Regions from separate parts of the Anser cygnoides genome. Here region 2 is linked to region 1. The links are chromatin contacts, called in public Hi-C maps. All regions are on one chromosome and are shown on one strand. The core of a region is the stretch at or near the end of the contact, and the rest is flanking DNA. Distances in the headings are between cores, read along the strand shown.

Region 1 (4,193 bases), core at 428-2,927:
GTATTACACTAAATTACACATTCCTGCATCCTTTTTTATTTCCAGTCCTTAGCGAAACTGTCTCCCCAGCTGTCCCCAGCCCCACCATGACCACCCAGAACTTGGTTTGGGCCTTTTGGCAACAGATGGGCAAGGGGAGGAAACACAAAAGGACTGAACCTCCCCCCTCCGGGATATTTCTACCCAGTTTAATGCTTGCTAACACCCGCTCGCCTGCACGGTGCTACCTGCACATAAACCAGGATGCTGTGGGAGCAGAACCACACCTTTGACCCTCAAACAGCATAACCCAGGAGAGCCCTTTCCCTTGCAAGTTGGGCAATTCCACCTCGTACCAAAGACCAAAAGTGCAGGCAACGGACAGGATGCGGGGGGAGCACGGGACTGTAACCTTGAACGTGCATCTGCAATTTCAAGAACGGGTGCCAGAAAGGGCACAGGAATTACATGCGGTCCTGACAGCTAAGGGCAGCCAGGGACTGGAGATAATGGCTCCTACCAAACTGTAAGTACAAGACCCTGGAGATTGCCCTTCACTCAGAAGTGCGATGCTCCCACCAGGATATCAGTACCTTCCCGTTCCACAGACAGTTCTTTCCCATTCTTAACAACTCAGTGCTTTTCCCCTGAAAGTTTGCTGGCGTCACACAGACTCTGCTTTCCACTCCTCAAGGTGAGGTTCACGAGCCACCACTCCCTAGTTTGAGTCCCTGCTCCCACCAGGGCTGTGGAGAGGCAGCAATGCCGGGAGCCTGGTGGGCTGGGAAGAACAGACCACGCAGCCCCACCTAGGGAGCCGGAACACGCTGATCTGCGCTCTCTCCATGCCTGACATCCTTTATCTAAGCACTTCCTAAGATCTACATTTTTCTCGGTGCCCGGTGAGATGCCTCTGTTGGGCTGCCTTTCTCCTCTTCGGATGCATCCGCCGACTGCAAAACAGACTGGCGTCTACTTCTGAGCAGGCAGAGGAAGGATTACTGAAAGCTAAATACGCAGACCATGTAAAAAGAGCCACGGGCCCAAAAGCTGCGTTCCACTCAACAGGCACTTTCAAGTTGGGAACACCTACAGAAATGAGAGCTTTTTATAAATGAGCGGGGTTCTCAGTAAACCAGTTTAAATAGCTCAGAGTTGCCCAAGAATAGCAAGATTCTTTTTTTTTTTTTTCTCCTCCTTTTTGGATGTCAGCGTGCAGAGCTTTAATGGCTGCATGGAACTAAACCTGGCAGCGGTACCCACTTCCTTTCCACAGACTGCTTTTCTTTGAGCAAGTCATTCAGCCTCTGTTCCAGACTGTCACACTTCTCAATGGTCTCTTTAAATTTGGTCTTCATGTTGTTAATCTGTAAAAACAAACACACAGGCATTTCAAACAGATCAAAGTCCTGGGCACTTTCATTATGACATTCATTTTTCTGGTGTGGTTTCTAGACTTTGACCAATTACTATATCCAGGTAAGCAAAAGCTTTGAGGCAAGAAAAGGCTTAATTTTGATTAAGACCCTCTGCATTACACGTTGCGGTGCCCGACAAGGAACCACGTTGCCGTGGAAGTTGCTCCTACAGAACAGCAACTCCGGCTGCAGAGCTGTGCCAGGGACCCCATTCAATAACAGCAACAAACCCCACCACCTGTATCAGCTCCTTAACTTCTTAGTGACTGCAGTTCAGCGTTTACACAGTAAGCATCTGAGAGAATGGCTACCGGTAAACTTAAATTCCCACCTGAGAGCTTTACGACGCGGAGCTTTTGCTCATTTTAAACTAAACGTCAAATAAGTATGGTCAAAGTCTGAAAACAAACGCGCTACTCCACTCAGCACTGACTCAGCAGCGCGCTGTCATAAGACAGTGACCTACTGACATGAATATCCTGCTCATGTCAAAGGCAAATGGAAACACGTTGGATTCCTCTCCTCCTCTGCTTCAGAACTAGAGGCCACTGCTGCTGAAAAAAGCATGCTCCCATTCTCTAGGCACTACGCAGAACACATCTCAACTTTTAAGGTAAGATTTAGAGGAGATCTATAGACAGAAATACTTGTTTCCCCTCTATAAACGTCAAAAGTATGCTTGCACGTACTGGAGAGAGGAATTTAAAGGAAAAATGCTTTCCTGGAGGAGCAATCTGGATAAATGTCAGTGTCAGCACACACGCTGTCTTCGCTGGTGCCAGAGTCAGTACAGAGCAGGTTTTAAGCCTTCCGGCCTTAATCACCGAATGTTTATGCAGCTGATGGTTAATTTGGGGAAGTAGCGTGAGCCCTGATAATGGAATACACTGCAGAGTGGCACTGATCCAGGCACGACTTACACGGCGTGAGTGCCATGAATAAAACTGTACGGATCTTTAAACGCAAAGCCACATTTAAGGTGTATATCACAGTCGTTTCATCACGGTTGTTTCAGTTTGCGGATCATGTTTCCTGGTCACGTGCAACACAATTTTTGCTACACCTTTTCCTTTTCTGGGGATGTCTGTGAGATTTCTGGGTCTGTTCTTTAGACCAAAGTCGCTGACCACTATTTCACTGGTCCTAGTTTCTGCATTTAGGATGCTACATAACCACACGTACTAAATAGTTAATTAGAAGTCATGCAGGAAGTTCAAATAAGGACTCAACCCTAAATCCTGACGCGCTTTAAACCTAGCTGAAAGGATCTACGTAGAGTGAAAAGCATTAAAGTATTCTCTCTGGATTTTTGCTCCTGACATTTTGAAGCAGCCCTGCCTACAGAACGCTTTATGGGAGGAGACTCTGAACTTTTCCCACTGGGTGATGAGGAAAGGTAGGGGATCACAAAGAAAGGGCAAATCAATACGCATTTGGAGCAGAAAGACAGCCGAGCAAATTAAAGTCATACTGTCCATGCTACACTAACCTTCCCCAGAGAAAAACGTCAGTGTGAGACTGATGGCATCAGCGAGCAGGGATCCTGCAGCAGCGCGGACTTGTTTCCACCACTGCTGCAGCTTCCCGAGCAGCACGTTTAAATCAGCCTTAAATCTAGGTGGCAATCTACCTACTTCTGCATCACTGAGCAGCAAATTGCTAGATGTGAGCACTGAGATAAGCGACACATCTCGGAGCCAATTTTCTCAGCTGGTAGCGAAACAGGCTACGCGAGGTCACGTCACGCGACGCGCAGGCTGCGTGAGACGCCGAGCAGCTCCACTTCCCGTCCGACTTCCCAGCGGCCAGCACCTCGTTTCAGCGGAGCTCCAAACATCCCCAGAGCAGGGCTCACCTCTTCGGCCGTGTCCTTTTCTATCCGGACGATCTTGTTTTCCCAGTAGATTCGCTGTGATTCCAGCTGGCTCGTTAGCAAATAGGAGTACTACAAACACAGAAGTATGCGCAGAGCTGTCAGCTTCTCCTAAGGGTGGCTATGCCGACTGAGAAGCCCAAAAGGCTCCAATGTAAAAAAAATCAATTGAATCGAATGAGATTGAGCACAGAGGGCAGTCTGAACACACGTGCAATCTGCAGATCCAGCAGATACGCGTTTCACCAATTTGGTTTCAGAATTAAATCACACGATTTTCTGGAATCAAGTGAAGTCCTCGGAGCACAACAGCAAGGACAGCAAGGTGAAAGTGCCACCAAGCCGTACCCACTATCACACCAAACACTTTTTAAAGAGACAGAATTCTTCACTGTAATAACAACAGGGCTCAAAATCTTACACTCCACAGGAAAATGAAGCATCAATCATCTCTGCCATGAGTCTGAGATCCCAGGGGCCAAGTTCCCCATTTCTAGCCCAAAACCCAAGGGGGAAGGGTAAACGCACACATCTAGCTTCACTGTAAGAGCATCTCTGGCAAAGCATCCCCAGCTGCGCATAGCTATTCGCATTTACTGTTCTCCAACAAGTACAGCCCATCCCAATGTTATTCTGGCATTTGAACAGGGATATGTGCCTTACATCCCCTCTTTTCCCTCCTGGTTCTGCAAATGAGTTACGAGAAGGTTGGAAAACGTGATCGTTTCTTACCATCAGGCTAAGAAGCAGAGCATTAGGCATTCACTGTGGAATTAAACATGTGCGAAAAGCCTTGAATGCTCTCAGTAGTATCAGGGAGCCAAAACACGCTGCCAAATTCGTTCTCTCTGCAAACATTTAGATCTCATAAGCCAGACAGAGAGGTCTTTGACATACTTTAAGCACTGACCTCCTGGCAATAA
Region 2 (4,012 bases), core at 658-3,157, 140 kb before region 1:
TTTAGCGTTACAGCCGGCGTGGGGTTTTTTGGTGACAAATACTCCGTAATGGATAATCCCAGCCCGCTACTTGAAAAAGCCATAAAAGAAAATAGCACGAGTGCTGGCTGCTGAGCCTGCCCGGAGCTGGTTGTTGGCACGCCAGCCGGTAATGCCGCCCGCTGCACGGCCGCAGCGCCGTTCACCCAAAAGTTTTGGGCTGCTGAAGCCTTTGCGGAGGCAAAAGACCCGATCAATTGCCAGCAAAATCTCTGTCTTTCCCCATTTTGTCTCTGAACGGCCACGCTGTCTACAAATGGTGTTGTTTCCTTGCCGTCCCCACGCTGGTTTCTCATTGCAATACCCTATTTTTTTATTTTTTTTTTTTTAAAGCAGCTACAATTGATAATTTAGCTTTGGATAAAGCAACCTCAGAGCTTTTATTTCTCAGAGGCCAAACATTGATGTTGTGTGAAATGGGAGCTTTGAGAAGTCTTTGTATGGAACTTAGCTTCCTGAAAAATTTATTTACTGCGACTGTGATCTGCAGGAGCGAATTGATGTTTATCTATAGTAGTTCTTGCCAGAAAAAAAAAAAAAATGCATAACTGCACTTTCTTCGGAAGCCTTGAAAGGCCTTTTAAATAAGTGTCTAATAGTAGGCTCTCAATAGCAAACAGCCAGCTTGATAGACAGTATACAGTATATTATTAACTATAAGCAGGCTTAATCTTTTTCTCATGTTTTAGAGAATGCTTTATAACCTTGTGGCCAAAGAATTCGTGATCGCCAGGTATTTGAAGCCAAGCAAAATTATACTGGCTGCTACCGCGGGGAGATCGATGCTGCTGGGAAGCGTGCGGGGCCGGGGGCTGCGCTCTGCAGCGTGCTCCTCGCCTTCACTGCTGTGTCTTCCCATGGCATGTCCTGTCCCCAGCAGATGAAGGAAGGTGTCTCTGAGACCCCCCCATGACATTTTGGGGTGCTCGGACATCCTCGGCTCGGTGGTGGCCGCATCCCGGCTGGGCTGGGCTTGCTCCTGGTGCTCGAGCGTGACCCGGCGGCTCCGTCTCCTCTGCTGCGTGGCTGTCACCCAGGGGAAGAAGGAAGGCTCTTTTTCAAAGACCTTGTGACTTTCTTGGCTGCACTGCTTGGGGTTAGGCAGTGTGCCGGAGGTAGGGCTGTTTTCCTGCAGAATGGGGCTCGGGTGATTTTAGTTTTTATTCTCTGTTGCGATCGTCCCGCGGGAGCTCCCCGGGCTCCCCGCGCTGCATCGCCTCTGCCACAGCCCCATGGGGCTGGGGGTGAGAACGTGTCTGGGGAGCAGCTCTAAAATCCAGGCAACAAATCTATCTTAAAAAGAAGAGCCGAGTGAATGATGTGCATATCTGCTGGTTCGAAACCAACCTCCCGAGCTTCCAGAGCTCGAGGTGGGTAGGACCCAATGCGACTCAGGATTTTTACCTTGAGCTCTCCAAACCCTCGTGTTTCCATCAGCAGAGGTCCCCACGGATAATCCTCCAGCTTCCTCCTTGCGCTCTTTTCCATTTTCCTGGCAAAAGCATAAACGGTTTCCTTTGGCTTTCCTGCCTTCTGTTTTGTTTGCTGTGAAATTTGGGGTTGAGCAGCAGCCGGAGTGGCGCAGGGTGCCGTCGGATCGGGCACACACTCGCTCTGGCTGCCCGCCCGAGCTTCCCATCGATTTATTGACCGCCTGCAGCCGCCTCAGAGGGCAGGATTTGGCCCAGGGGCCCAGGTGGCAGCGAGATGGGTCATCTGTGCCAGTCCTCGCCTGCTCGTGTCCCCCAGCCCAGCTGCAGGCAGGGTTCCCCCAGGCGAGGGGCAGCCGGAGCGGAGCTGCCCAGGAGCGCTCCCTCGCAGCCGTGTTTTTCTGCCTTTCCTCTATCGGATCCTGGGAGCGTTGGCCGGGAGTCAGGGGATCGATAGATGGTTAAGGTGATAAGTGGCTTTGCTAAAAACCAATTTTGCAGGGGGAGTTTGCAGGGAGGAGAGCGCAGAGGCTCTGCAGCCGCACCCCAGAGACTGGGGCAGGAGCTGTCCCCGTCCCCGTCCCCATCCCCGACCCCGACCCCGTTCCTATCCCCATCCCCACATGCAGCTCTCCTGCCCCAGCCAGACCCCACTGTGCCACTTTCCTCCTCCTCGTCAAAGTCCCAAATGGTCGAGCCTGAGGAATACGGTTCATTTTGGGTGCTAGCCAGTGAGTTTGGGAAAATCAGCAGTGAATGTGCCGGAGGCCGCTACGCAATTAAACGGTTAAACGAGCAGCGCTCGCTCAGTGGATAACTCACAGCCAGGCTCGGAGCCGGTGGCCCTGGTGGCATTAGGGTGGCAGCATTGACACGGGTGGGACTGGTGGGAGAGCACAGCGTGGGGACACCAGTGCTGCCTCCAGGCATTCCTGGTCCTATGTCCCCATCCCTGGTCCCACGTCACCGTCCCTGGTCCCACGTCACCGTCCCTGGTCCCACGTCACCTTCCCATCTTTGACCCCCAGCAGCCACTACATGGGTTTGTCAGGGCAGATGGAGGTGATGACATTGGAGATCTTCCTTTCTAGCTAAATTTTGCAAATCTTTTTGCTCCGTGGGCATGTCGGTGCCACCTCCCCTGGACGTGGTGGCGATGGCAGGGCTGGGTCCCTGCGTCCTCGCCCCAGCGGCTCTGCTGGGAGCCCCGGCAGCACCCGGCTGCTGCTCTGGGTTCGTACAGGTGGGATGTCTCAGCGCTTCCAAAAAATGGCATGTTTTTATTTTTTTATTAAACTTTTGGGATTTTCGTTTCAAATTCTGTTTTCTTGGCTTTCGCATTTGTTTTTGTGCCATTCCTCTTTACTGCAGTGCTCCGTTGCGCACCAGCAGCTACAACGCCCCGCGGCCGCGTTGCAAACTCTAGCTAGAACCACCTTATTATTTTATTTTTTTTAATCATAGGGGGAGGCCATTTGTGGATGCTGATTGATTGAAACATCTTATCTCCCGTAGTCAAAGTGTCTCCGGTTGGCGCTGTAATGAAATAGTTTGACGCTTTGACACAAGTGTCAAACACTTTTCCGACAGCACAAACAGCAGAGGCTTTGATCGAGGTGTCAAACCGTTTCCATTACCACAAGCAGCCACCCCTTTGATCTGGGGAAGGAGATAAGGGGTTTCAATCAGGACTAAGTAGCAGCTGCTCTTAACGATTTTAAAAATAAGAAAATATGCAATAATTGAATAGTTAAGCTATTATGTCATGTTATAAAGTAGTCCTCGTGCCGTGGAGCGAAATAATGTAGGCGTAATACTAATGGCAGGAACGATAAACATGAGCTGCTAAACTAAAAAAAATAATGATAAAAAAAGAATGTTTTCTTCTGGGAGGTGTTCAGAATTGGTTTTCCCAGTATTTCAAGCGAGGACATCTTCAGAAATGCCTTTTTCTGGAGGAAATGAATCCTGTTTTTCACGGCTGTGGCATTCTCGGTGAAAGAAGACGCGCAGCGTGGGGGGAGCCGCGGGAGGTGCCGGGGCTGCGTGGGGCCATTTCTTTCCCAATTTGAGTAAAAATGGATCAAATTCCTCCCTGGTGTAGCTACGTTGGCATTAGGCAGGCTGGCGGCAGGTGAATTTGGGCCGAGTGTGTCCAACTAAAAGCCAGAGCACCTGTCTGAGCGCCAGCTTCATAAGCAAACGCCGCATGAGCAGCTGAAGAGAATTTACGTGACACACCAAAATTAGCAGGTTACGGCAAATAATCAGGTTTCTGCACCTCCTCCTCTTCCCCCTCCTCTGCATGGACGTTGTCTCTCTATGTTGGTCTTCTCGCTTTGGAAATTTTGCTGTTAGTGGCTGTTTTAGAAAGATTTTCCCTGCAGACATCTGTCCCCCAGGTGTCCCAGCAGTGGGGCGCGGGACGTGCCGTGGGGAGCGCCGTGTCCCCTGTCCCTGTCCCAGTCCCTGTCCCCCCATGGGATGCAGGGGATGTTGAGCCCCCTGCCGCAAGTACTGCACTGGGAGATGATGGGGCCTGG

Evidence for each region. Hi-C and Micro-C count contacts between places; a contact is called where the count stands out from the background.
Region 2: a contact with region 1 is called in a Hi-C map of liver, with 7 times the contacts expected there. The contact joins two enhancer-like sites. A contact is called at or near these places in 2 of 7 Hi-C or Micro-C datasets (both in liver).

The regions. Positions count from the first base shown.
Region 1 is chr17:2,322,670-2,326,862 of Taihu_goose_T2T_genome, reverse strand. BRAP (BRCA1 associated protein) reads right to left here. Exons shown (of 12, transcript XM_048073998.2): 10 at 3,253-3,342; 11 at 1,243-1,346. Among named protein-coding and RNA genes, the nearest start is that of BRAP, 10 kb to the right of the region's middle. Within about 2 kb of position 1,677, at least 2 of the 3 cell types and tissues checked have open chromatin away from gene starts, as enhancers often do. A contact at or near this core is called in liver, where this site is marked.
Region 2 is chr17:2,466,951-2,470,962 of Taihu_goose_T2T_genome, reverse strand. The region is part of intron 2 of CUX2 (cut like homeobox 2); the gene reads left to right. Among named protein-coding and RNA genes, the nearest start is that of CUX2, 14 kb to the left of the region's middle. Within about 2 kb of position 1,907, at least 2 of the 3 cell types and tissues checked have open chromatin away from gene starts, as enhancers often do. A contact at or near this core is called in liver, where this site is marked.